Regions from separate parts of the Mus musculus genome. Here region 2 is linked to region 1. The links are chromatin contacts, called in public HiChIP or PLAC-seq maps. All regions are on one chromosome and are shown on one strand. Each heading gives the region's core, a stretch centred on a gene start, on an enhancer-like site or on the middle of the called end of the contact. The rest is flanking DNA. Distances are from core to core; before and after follow the strand shown. Region 1 overlaps Snx7 (sorting nexin 7). Region 2 holds the start of Snx7 (sorting nexin 7).

Region 1 (5,649 bases), core at 237-2,736:
TGATGATGTGAAAAACATTCAAAGGCTGAAAAGCCAGTAAGGAATATTTTTACTGATGCTTGAGTTTTTCTTTTAACAGAAAATTTTATTTGTGTTTTGATTTTATACTTTATTTTCCTAAAGAACAGATTTTACACATACACACACACACACACACACACACACACACACACACATCTCCTCTATCCTTACTGGGAGATTTACACTTTTTAGTGCTAAGATTCCCCGTGTGTTCTTTTTTTCTTGTTTGCTTCCCTAGGAATAACTATCTTAGGGACATCAAGAATCACATTGTGAGTCACTGTGTTCTTTTAGGAAGAATGTCCAGCAGAGTGCTAACTGAATAGCTAATAATGACAGGCAGTGGTGCTAACAGCCAGAGCCTTAAGTGAAGCTGTTAAAAGACCAAACTCAAGCAAGACCCATGCCAGAGAAAAAGTGCTTTCAGGTTGTTAGCCTTACTCCTCTGAGTTGCTGGCTAGAGTCTTCCCAGCTGCGGAGCCATTACAGATTTTTTTTTTTTAAATATTTTTATTAGGTATTTTCCTCATTTAGATTTCCAATGCTATCCCAAAAGTCCCCCATACCCTTCCCCCCAATCCCCTACCCACCCACTTCCACTTTTTGGCCCTGGAGTTCCCCTGTACTGGGGCATATAAAGTTTGCGTGTCCAATGGGCCTCTCTTTCCAGTGATGGCCGACTAGGCCATCTTTTGATACATATGCAGCTAGAGTCAAGAGCTCCGGGGTACAGATTTTAAACAAATATTTAGGGTCCATTGGTCTACCCACCAACTGTGAGCATACTCTCTTCTGCTTAGCTTTTCAGTTTATGCAGTACTATATACTTGCATGGAATGGCTGGCCTTAGGGCTCTCCAGAAACTGACTTGAGGAGACACAGTATCTCACTCTTAGATTTTGTCTTCTTGCCTTCCTATGAAGGTTAAAATGTTACCACTGCTATGATCAAGTTTCAGCAAAATCACCCTTTGTAACTCTGTACACTGTTGCATTAAAACCCTTTAAACAGAGTTGGGTTGATGATGGTTAGCTCTGTCCAAGGGATGCTGCAGTTATAAAGAGAAGTTGTCTTCTAAACTCAGGGACAAATTCAGGAGTCTCAACATGTAGCATCAGGACAAAGAGGGTTGGGAGTGGGTTTGACTTCCAGTTGAGTCCTGCTACTACCTTTTATAACCTATGTGATATTGTAATGCTCCTGATTGAAGCCCTAAGTCTTCCATCCATAAAACAAACATAAAAATAATAGCATTCCTTTCATAGAGATTCAAAAAAAACCACATGAAATGCAAAACACTGACTCACATAGTGTCTAACAATTTGCATATTAGATGTTGGTCCTTGACCATCATTACCAAGAATATCACACCATTAGTATTGACTGCTACAGGAGACACGGAGCATCCGGTCCTCTTCTGCTACTTTGGTCTCTGGCACTGTGTGGTTCTTCTGTCAATGCCCGGGTCTTACTTCAGTCACCAGTGCTATTTCTCACTCTGTCATGACCAGTATGGAAGATGACACATATACTTTGAATAACTATGATCAATTCTTGATGTTTTCCTTGCTGCAGTTTGCTGCTGTTGTTGTTATTCTTGATGAGTTCATTATTTCAGTTGGAAAAGGGGAAAGTGAGAATATTTCTGCACAATGAATCATCTTCTTGTGACTTTAATTTCAAAAGAACATTGCTTAAGAAGAAGCACAAGACAGGCAAGTCAAAGAATGGTATGCACTGCATCACGGTAATGCTCCATGAAAGCAGAGCCTAATGAGATGCTCTTCTCCTAAGATGCTCAGTGGATTTGGAATTCCTCACTTGCTTCTTGAGACTAAGTCTTCACGTTGTCTTTGCCGGCCTCAAACTCAATTCAAAGCAGAGGATGCCCTTGAACTCGTGATCCTCCCACGGCCTTCACAATCTGTATCCTCACACCTAGGTTCAGAGGATCTAATGCGGGGCTTTATGGGGCAAGCACTGTACAAACTGAGCTTCGATCCCAGCCCCCTGTTCCTTGCTTTGTTACAAAGACTAGGTATTCTGAGTCGTCTATCTGTCTGAATTCTGACAGAATATGGAAGTCTAACAAAAGTTAACAAATTTAAGAAAATAGAATGTGTTAGACCCGTGAGGCCAAAAAAAAAAAAAAAAAAAAAAAAAAAACCCTTCCAGTGTCCTGGTCTATTGGGCACTAACAAGTAGCAGGCTCTGCTAGCTGTAATCATTTGGAATTCATTTAATATGAATTCTTGATTGCAAAATAGTGCAGAAATGGCTGGGTGGAGAGAATTGAATATGCTCCTAACTTTTCTTTTCACAAACACTCGCAGTAATTGGTCCTCTGTCAGGTGAAACCTTAAAAAGCAAGCAATTACCTGCAAAATGTTCTAAGGCCAAAAAAAAAGTACTAATAGAATATTGGAGGGTAATGAGAAAAGGTTTATATTTAATAGTAAAGCTAATGGGTAACTTCTAGTTTCAGTTTTGTTCTGCTAGAAATTAGCCATAGCGTTAAATGAAACTCATTAATACCAGGAAACAAAACAAGATCTTCTAACAGTACATAGCTATAGCAATAGTAACAATAGCACTAATGGACAATTACTATTTATGCCATAGGCTGTGATTTTGTTATATGCTTTGCATATATTATCATATTTAATCTGCATCAAAGTACTATAAATTGGGTTTTATTATCTTTCTATTAGAAGCTGGGAGCCTGGGAATAAGAACTAACAAAGACTACAATGACCTAAGACATAACAGGGTTTCAAATCAATATCTGCCAGGTATGTGTTCTCTGTACGCCAAGAGCATGTGACCATGAACTGCCCTCGCATGTCTGTGATGATCAAAGATAAACTAATTCAGCTCTCAAAGATTATATCTATAATGATACCTGCATGCAGAATAAAGCAAAGCCAAGAGCTATGACCAAAAGAAAGAACACACTGCATCATGGAGGGAAGTCTTCAAATGAATTTACAGATACAGGACAGAAGGTTAACCATCAGGGCCTCGGACCTAGGGCAGGACCCAGGATGAGCACAGACACTGTTTCACTGGGCCACAGAAGGGAGAGATGGTGGCAGAGTTTGCAGTGGACAAGTAGAAAGGTACGAGATGCAGTAGGGGAGGTAGCATGGGCTGCATGTGGAATGGAAGCTGCAGGGGTAAACACTGGAGGCTTTGTCTAGAGCAGACAAGATTGTGTGTTGACTAGAATAGACTCGGTGGCCAAAAGAGACAGGAGGGAGGAGAGAAGACAGGAAAACAGTGGGTTGGAAGTAGGAACTCAGAAAATTATTCAGCAAAAGAACAAGGTAGGTGTGGCATGTGCTCTCGTTCACTCAGTCACCCACTCACCCGCTCTGTGGTTTTCAGTCAGCTATATGTAGTCTATCTGAGGCGTTAAAAGATGGGGAATAGCAGTAGTCCTCACAAACCCCTTGCTGACAGGAGGACTACAAAGCAACCGGTTAAAGACAATGTGAGGAACAGTTCATGTGAAGTGTACTGCAAGGCACAGGTTCCCAGACACTCCCTTACTCTGGAGCATCATAAGAACTGAGGGTGGCTCTTTATCGTTGGGACCTAGACTAGGAGCAGCAGAGTGGTGGATGAGCAGGTGGGTGGCTCTACAATCTTAAGGAAGATTGATGGGGAGGTTTGAGTGTAACAAAGAGTTCCTGAAAGCATTCAATCAACAGATCACAGGGAAAGTAGAGACTGACGGCCGGAAGGCAGAAGTGGGACCATCTAGGTATGGACACCCAGAGAAAAGTCAGAGTGGCTTAGAATTTGAAATGGAGGTGCAGGGAGTTGGGGGTAGGTGAGGGGGTGCGGGGTGGGGTAAGAACCAAGGCAAGGCAACAGTAGTGATGTGACCATTCTTGCAAACTGCCCCTCTTGCCCCAGTGTCACAGTGTTGGATAGCTATTAAAACCCATTCATTTACAAAAGGATGGTAAAGCTCAATGCTGCTAAGGCAAGAGAGCTCAAGATAGGAGACCTCAAGGCGACACTGATAGGTAGAAATCTCCAGCCCGACTCCGGGTACTAATTCTGTAGCTTTTGTCAAGCTGACAAGTGCCAGGTTGCGTGAACTGCCATCTTGATTGTATTTTAGCACAGCCAAATATGTCAGTAAATAACAGAGTTTAAGAAAGAGAGGAAACAACATAGGACCCACCCAGAGAAGGGCTTTGCATGGCAGAGCAGCAGTGATACCACTTCACTCTCAAGAGACTTCTCACCCTCTCAGAAAAGCTATCATTTGGAAGGGAACCATCCCCCAGAGATCCATGGGTTGAGGTTGCTGCCTGTTCTAGTGCTACTAGCAGGTGGCGGAACCTTGGGGTAGGGGGCTATTGAGAAATTAAGTCAATGGAGACATACCCTTGAGGCAGATGTTGGGACCTCTGTCCCTGCTTCTCCCCTTCCTTCTTGATTGCCATAAGGTGAATAGCCCTCCCCAGGACATGGTGTTCTGTCTCACCATAGTCCCAAAGCAAAAAGGCCACATGACTATAGCTAAAAGTTTCTGGAGGAGTGCTGGAAACTGGCCACTACCCATGGTTTTTCACTTTCTATTTTTACTCTTGAATGCTGTTTTAATTTCTTCTAGAATTAACAACAACATATACACAGTGCTAGTACATTTGTACATAATCAAAACACGGGTTCTATAAAATAAATGCTCATATCATTACAATTCACAAGTAGATAAAACTGCATCTATTTGTTGATTATAACCTCTGATATAATCATTTGTTTTGAGTTGTTACAATATCAGGGTTATATGAAAATTGTAAACATTTTACCTTTTCTAAGTAGTCTGAACAATATTCATGCTTAATGAAATAGAATCATTAAATCTGGTAAACTTAGAATCGAACCCATTTCAGAAATGTAAACAAGGTCAGAAAAACCTTCTACGCACAGTGACTAGGTTATAGGAAATATGATATGAGAGTAACTTTAATTTTGTCTATTCAAAGCCCCCAAAGAAGCCTTCCATGGTGGTATACACCTGCAATCTCAGCACTGTTAGGGCCAAGCAACACAAATGGCAGTGCTGCTAAGCATGTGTCTTAGATGAAGGCCTGGACTGATCTCAGACAGGATTCTTACAAGATAAACGAATAGTACTAGAAAGGCTGGTTTTGTTCCCCCAGGAAAGCTGCTACTTCCCTTACCTACCCCTTATCTAGAGTCAACGACCTGGGGAAGGGCATCCAGTTCCTGGTTAAGCCTAACAACCTGTGACAGATCAAGAGTCCTATGCTAACCCTCAGGCTGCCCTGCTCTCCCCCTACCGCCCATGCCACCTCTCCCATGACACTCACAAGGCTTTCCCCACTAGTTGTTGTCCTCTGTTCTCTGAGGCAGCCTGGCAATTTGCTCTCCCAATACACATTTCTTTCTACCTGTAGAGTCGTCTAGTTCATAGATCTTGCTGCGTCCTTCCCTTATAGGCACTTAAGAGACCTGACACCAGAGGACTGACACCAGTTCCAAGCTGCCCTGGATTACACATTGAGGTCCTGGCTACACAGTGAGAGACCTTCTTTCATACCAAAACTCCAAAGGAAAGTGTGTGTGTGTGTGTGTGTGTGTGTGTGT
Region 2 (6,469 bases), core at 39-2,538, 65 kb after region 1:
GGAGAGTATGTATGCACGCAAAGGTATGAGTGCATAAACACACACATTGATATTAAAATTTGATAGTATTGAAACTAAATGTGAAATAATCCCAGTTTTATAATTCAAATACAAAGAAAGACTAAGCACACATAACTGATATACCATCTACTTAGAATGCAACTGGGTGTCCAATCTCACATGCTCTAGGGGTGCAAAACGATGTTTGTGAGCTCCGCACTGGAGTCCAAGGGTGTTGGTTACTTGCTAACTTCTGTTTAACAGTTTTAAGTTGGTGGGCTCATGTAACATCTCAAGGCAACATGTCACTACTGAATAGTCATTGATCCAATGTTCCCACTGAGCACTTTTGAAAAACTGCTGTGACACTGGGACTGTGCCAAAAGAAAGGTATTTTTTTGTTGTTGTTTCCAACTTTCAGGAAGGGCAAGTTTGCATCAAGTCTACCACTACTGCCGGTATGTCCATTTCTGTCTAATTATATCACTAGCCAGGGAGCGCCTTTGAGGCTAGATTTCCAAGGCAAATGGGAAGGAAATATGCAGACTGGAGCTGAGGGTTGGACCAGAATAACTGCCCAATTTAAAGTCTTCAGCTGTGCCTGTGGTAGAGGCTAGGCTTTCTCAATCCTGAAAGGATTTCTACACCCAATGGTCACAGGTTTCCAGACTCTCTTAGAATGTGACTCAACTCTCCCATTTACACATAACAACAGTAAATCAAAAACCACCTCCCTGCACTAAGGCAATCACAATTGCTCTCCTGGACTTTAGGATTGTCAAGAAGCCTAGGGGAGGGGGAGGAGCTGGGGGGGGGGGAGGGAGAAGCAGTTTCAGGCCACCCGCACACGGTGAGGAATGTCGCTGTCAAGCAAGGAAAAATGGAAAGACGAAGAGAGAAAAAAAAAATCAGAACTTTTCAGACTCCATGAGCCTTGGCCCTGCCACTGATAAAAGTGAAGAGGAGGGAACGACTAGTTCAGCCTTGGAGGTACTGTCCCCAGCTCCAGCTCCATTGGAGAGTTGAGTCACCCTGGAACTTTCCCTGGACAGGCAGTCCCCGCCACCACGGCCATGGCCACGTCCCCTGCCCTCACCTTACTGAACACCTCCAGGTCGTCCTCGTCCTCGTCCAGATCCAGCACATCGGCCTGCAGCAGGCTGCAGGAACCGCTGCCACTCGGGATCGGGGCGCCGCCCCGCGGGCTCTCCCCGACCGCCAGCTCCGAGGAGCCCGACGCCAGGCGCTCGCCGTCCATCCCGGCAGTGCGCGCCCAGCCGGCCGCCTCTGCCAGCCCGGCTCCCCCGCGCGCGCCCATTGGCTCCCGAGGCGCCCTGCGCCTCCCTGGCCAGCCCAGCTCCTGCCCCTCGGCCGTGCGCAGACGCGGAACTGCGGGAGCCCGCGGCGCCGGGCCGGGCCGGGGCGGGAGAGCGGTGGGGCCTGCCCAGCCACAACCTGGCTCAGATCTACAGCCCGACTTTTAAATTCTGACTCTAGGAACACCGCCAGGGTGGGCCATGGAGATACAGAGGACAGGAGGTGGTGTTCTCGCCCTGACACAGCCAAGGGCCACCAGGTTTGTGCGTGAAGTGGCAGGATCTATATACACAACCAGCTGACCCAGCTTGATTTCCTGTTCTGAAAAGTGCCCTTTTCCCAGGTTGTGACTTTTTTTCCCATTCTCAAGTCTGTCTTTACAGAGACTAATGCAAAAATTAAAGACATCTGAACCTCCTGGTTTTCAATTGTTTGTTTGTTTGTTTTTTCCCATCGATTGGATTTTGTTGTCCTTTTACTGTCGAGTTAAGGAAGCTGAGGCTGAACAATTATTTTCAGCTACTTTCTAACATAGCTTTCTCCTGGAACTCTTCCTGAAGTTAATGTGCAAGAATGTTTCCAAGCTCCAAGGTCTGCCAGCAGCCCTGGGTATTGCAAGGAGAAAGAAACAATCTTGCATGCCTTTTCATACAGCCAGTGCAAAGCTGGAACTATTTAGTTGTTCATTGCTTGGTTTTTATAGATTCAAAGTTAATGAAAAATTGAGTACTAATTGATATATGTTAGAACTAGCTTCCATTTTTATTATTTATTCCTTTTGGTCTTCTCTCTCTCTTTCTCTCTCTCTCTCTCTCTTTAAATTTCTAAATGAAGATTCCTGTAAGAGCCAAATATGGGAATGCTTGACTGTAATTTCAACACAGGGTAGACTGAGGCAAGAGGACTTGCACTTTGAGGCCAGCTAATTATAACATAGGTTGAAAAAAGAAAACAGAGAGGGGAAACAGATAAAAAGCTTCCCAATTTAAATATTTTTATTTCTGGTTGAGACAGTTCCTCAATATATCCCCTTTTAACTATTTAAGGACCTCCAGTGTGTTTCAGGATATGACCCACATAGCATCCAGCCTGGTCACCGGCTACTTAAATGTACAAAATGTTCCTTTGCCTTATGGTTGGTGTCCTCAAAATACTGTGTTCTGCCAGTCTTCCAGGAATTATCTATAGTCCCATCAATTTTAGTAAGACTTGTGAAATGACAGTCTGGTCCCAGTTTCTCCTTTGGTTTTATCATACAGATTGTGTGTCTTACATTCCTTAGTAAACAAACCATAATGGGTTTTAGGTTGAGAACCATGAAATATCTTAGTAAAGCGCATTATGAGACATACTCATTCAAAATGACTCTTTGCTGAGCCCTACAAAGGATGCAAGTTATTAAAACAATTTATGTTTTCCTCTCTGATCTTACTGTCGCTATGGAGAGACGTCTGAAGTTTCTAATTGGCAGACTTTGAACCAGGAAACTCTTAATGATACTGTGACTCACAGAATTACCCAGACAGCATAAAAAAATAAATAAATAAATAAATAAATAAATAAATAAATAAATAAATAAAAGAGACTCTGAAAGATCAATAGAAAAAAATGGCAGATACACAGCTCAAATCACAGCCTAAAACATGCCCTGTGCATTAATGTAAATACATTGGGGAGTATTGTCTGGTTTTGAACAGCCAAACCACCTTCCCATGTTGCTATGGACAAGGATATCCCTGATTTGTCCCTGATATCAGCATTATGCTTTTTTTTTTTTTAAAGAACATCCCTACAATTGTCATTAAAAATGGTCCCATTGTTCTATTCCTTTATCCCCCATGCTTGACTCAAGTCATCTGGTATCATGAATTTTCACAAGGCAGAGAAAATCATACTGATCCTTGTCATCAAAGATGAAAGGAGGGGGGAAGGGGAGGACAATAAGAGGAAATAGGAAAATTCTACTATAATTAATTCACTCCTCAGTCTCCAACAGGCAAATCTGATACTCAACCCCATCTTAATGTAAAATACAAGTCCACTGTGCCTCAGATACCCAGGACTTGAGTTGTTAGCTGAAAAGGGGGAACGCCTCTGAGAAGCCTGTCCAGTATGTGCATCACTCAGTATCTGCTATCTGCTCTATTAGACTCCTGAAATCTCTGCTTCCCATTAAAAGGGGCTGTTGCAGGATTCTTCAATGGAGGAATTCTTATTTGGTACTAAAGCCTTTAAATTAACAAGGTCCAAACCTTTGAGTAGTGGTACCATAATGAAACTCTGTCCTGTCATTTTATTTCCCAGAATATTTGCATGATTGCTAGTCTTCATAATAGGCTAATAGCAATTAGAATGGTGAAGAAAAAGATAAAAAGTCCCACTGAGGGGCAAACCTGAGGAGAGTGATGAAGGTGCACCCTCCTTGGAGGTAACACTTCTAGTACAGCAGTTCTTTTCTTTTCTTTTTTTTTAATTACATATTTTCCTCAATTACATTTCCAATGCTATCCCAAAAGTCCCCCATACCCTCCCCCTCACTTCCCTCCCCACTCATTCCCATTTTTTTTTTTTTTTTTTTTTTTTTGGCCCTGGCATTCCCCTGTACTGGGGCATATAAAGTTTGCGTGTCCAATGGGCCTCTCTTTCCAGTGATGGCCAACTAGGCCATCTTTTGATACATATGCAGCTAGAGTCAAGAGCTCCGGGGTACTGGTTAGTTCATAATGTTGTTCCACCTATAGGGTTGCAGATCCCTTTAGCTCCTTGGGTACTTTCTCTAGCTCCTCCATTGGGAGCCCTGTGATCCATCCAATAGCTGACTGTGAGCATCTACTTCTGTGTTTGCTAGGCCCCGGCATAGTCTCACAAGAGACAGCTACATCTGGGTCCTTTCGATAAAATCTTGCTAGTGTATGCAATGGTGTCAGCGTTTGGATGCTGATTATGGGGTGGATCCCTGGATATGGCAGTCTCTACATGATCCATCCTTTCGTCTCAGCTCCAAACTTTGTGTCTGTAACTCCTTCCATGGGTGTTTTTTTTTCCCAATTCTAAGGAGGGGCATAGTGTCCACACTTCATTCTTCTTGAGTTTCATGTGTTTAGCAAATTGTATCTTATAGCTTGGGTATCCTAGGTTTTGGGCTAATATCCACTTATCAGTGAGTACATATGCTCCAACCCTTTAATATAGTTCCTCATGTCGTGGTGAGCCCCAGCTGTAAATTTATTTATGTTGCTAGTTCATAACTATAGTTTTGCTAGGGTTCACTACCCCCCGAGCTGAGAACTGCTCTTCTAGTATGCCATTTGGTTGTATACTCTGCCTTGAGAGAGAAAAGCCTAGAAAATTAAATCTATATCAAATCATGGCTACTTGCAAATGACTGGGTTGAGTTGTCAATGAATGGAAAGCCTCATTGGTGAAGAGATCCAAAGGAAGCCTGGGAATGGTCTTTTCGGAAGGTTCACGACCTAAGGTTTTTTTTTTTTTTTTTTCTTTTGGTATGTGAAATATCCCTAAAAGGTGACTCAAAGATAAGGTAGACAGAGTAATGCACTCCGGGATAACTCTCCCAAGAAAGAGCTCATATGCAGGTCATTATTATAGGAATTTCTTCACAATGCTGACCTGCTAGATTCTACTGTTGCATGTCTCATCTGCCTGTATACAACACAGACCAATAATGACACCCTTTGTAGAGCAGCTTGCTGGTATGTGGGACATAGCCAGCATCCCCATCCGGCAGCAGACTGATTACATTGGACTTCTGTTCTTGAGGATTGGGTGGAGATTCATGCTCACTCAAAATGCACACATTCCAGATACGAATGTGCTTTCCTTGTCATTAACATTTCTGCTGGCATCTCCATGAATGGATACATACATATGATGTCTTAATCATACTCAATATAAGCATTTCATATAATATTACATCTGATCAAAAAGCACATTTTGCAGCCTAGGGAGTCACCATGGGCTCATAGGCAAGAAATCAGCTCATCATACATTCCCATAGCCTAGACATTACAATGAACGAAATATGGACTGGCTTAGTGAACCGTGTTCCTTGCAGGGTTCTAAGAAGATGTAGTTTGTACCAAGCATAGCTATAGGCTAAATCATGTGCATGCATGACTTCATGTGGATGGAGCACATGGGCCCATGATAGATGAATGAAAGTAAGAGTGATGTAGTCACTGTATCCCTCATAACACCAGAACATGCGCTTCCGTTTCCATCTATCCTTCTGGCTCAGAAGTAACCCATCATCATTAGTATTATGCTATTATTATTATTAGTTGGGTCACAAATCATTGGCCAGGACAGATCACATGGCACTATTAAATAGAAAGAGAGCGATGAAGTACAGTCTCTCTGTGTGTTCAGTAGGCAGTGAGTCAAGACTGTTTTTAATAGCACAAATGACAGTTGTAACCTTTCAGCAGTTAATTCTAGGTGCTTAACACGAGGCAAAGACAAGCTAATACAGGGGCTATGACCTCAAAGCTGTGATTATTACCCAATTATCTGAAAGTACACAGTTCTTTACGTGAAATTTCTTACTGGCTTTGAGAACTCAGGCGTGTATTTCAAGTTATTAACTTCAATTTTCTCATCAGCAAAGTTGGGATAGTTAATAATAGATACATCAAAGGTTATGAAGATCAAAGTAATATGCATGGACTGAGTATCTATCTAAATCTTAATTGTTTTATTGCTTTTACTGCTAGCGTTATTGACTTAAGTAGTAGTATCAGACTGCCACATTTGCCCTGTAATTGCATTTAGAGTCCCAAGCAATACAGCTTCCACTAAAAATGTGTGTTGTCAAAAGGTGCTCCTTAGTGTTGTAGTATGCTGGAAATTGCATGAGAAATATTGTCTTTTTTTGCAACAAATAAAAACACAGTGAAATAATAAATATGCATCATTTTAAACATCTTTAACTTAGGAAACTTCAACAAGCATAGAGTACACTTGTAATTCTATGATCAAAGTAGCCTACATCCATTTTAAGCCTGCTATCAAGTACAGGGATTCAGGCTGATCATCAGCCAGAACTTGAAGCCAACATATTATTTAACACCATGGAAAACTCAGAGGGAGGTTGACTTCTAGAGATAGTTGATCATTGTTCAAAAAATGTTAC

What was found. HiChIP or PLAC-seq counts read pairs in DNA pulled down with a chosen protein or histone mark.
Region 2: an H3K4me3 HiChIP or PLAC-seq map of bone marrow-derived macrophages shows a contact between it and region 1, with 2.3 times the contacts expected there. The contact joins the promoter of Snx7 here to the enhancer-like site in region 1. A contact is called at or near these places in 1 of 39 promoter capture datasets (embryonic stem cells), 1 of 15 datasets of contacts at CTCF or cohesin (the NIH/3T3 cell line), 1 of 484 Hi-C or Micro-C datasets (nephron progenitors), 2 of 115 datasets of contacts at active chromatin or transcription factors (bone marrow-derived macrophages and embryonic stem cells) and 2 of 9 other capture datasets (embryonic stem cells and pancreatic islet).

What each region holds. Positions count from the first base shown.
Region 1 is chr3:117,802,650-117,808,298 of GRCm38.p6, forward strand. The region is part of intron 7 of Snx7 (sorting nexin 7); the gene reads right to left. Among named protein-coding and RNA genes, the nearest start is that of Gm52614, 50 kb to the right of the region's middle. Within about 2 kb of position 1,487, at least 12 of the 459 cell types and tissues checked have an H3K27ac peak or open chromatin away from gene starts, as enhancers often do. A contact at or near this core is called in bone marrow-derived macrophages, where this site is marked.
Region 2 is chr3:117,867,648-117,874,116 of GRCm38.p6, forward strand. Snx7 (sorting nexin 7) reads right to left here and starts at 1,289. Exons shown (of 9, transcript NM_029655.3): 1 at 1,097-1,289. The coding sequence starts at 1,258.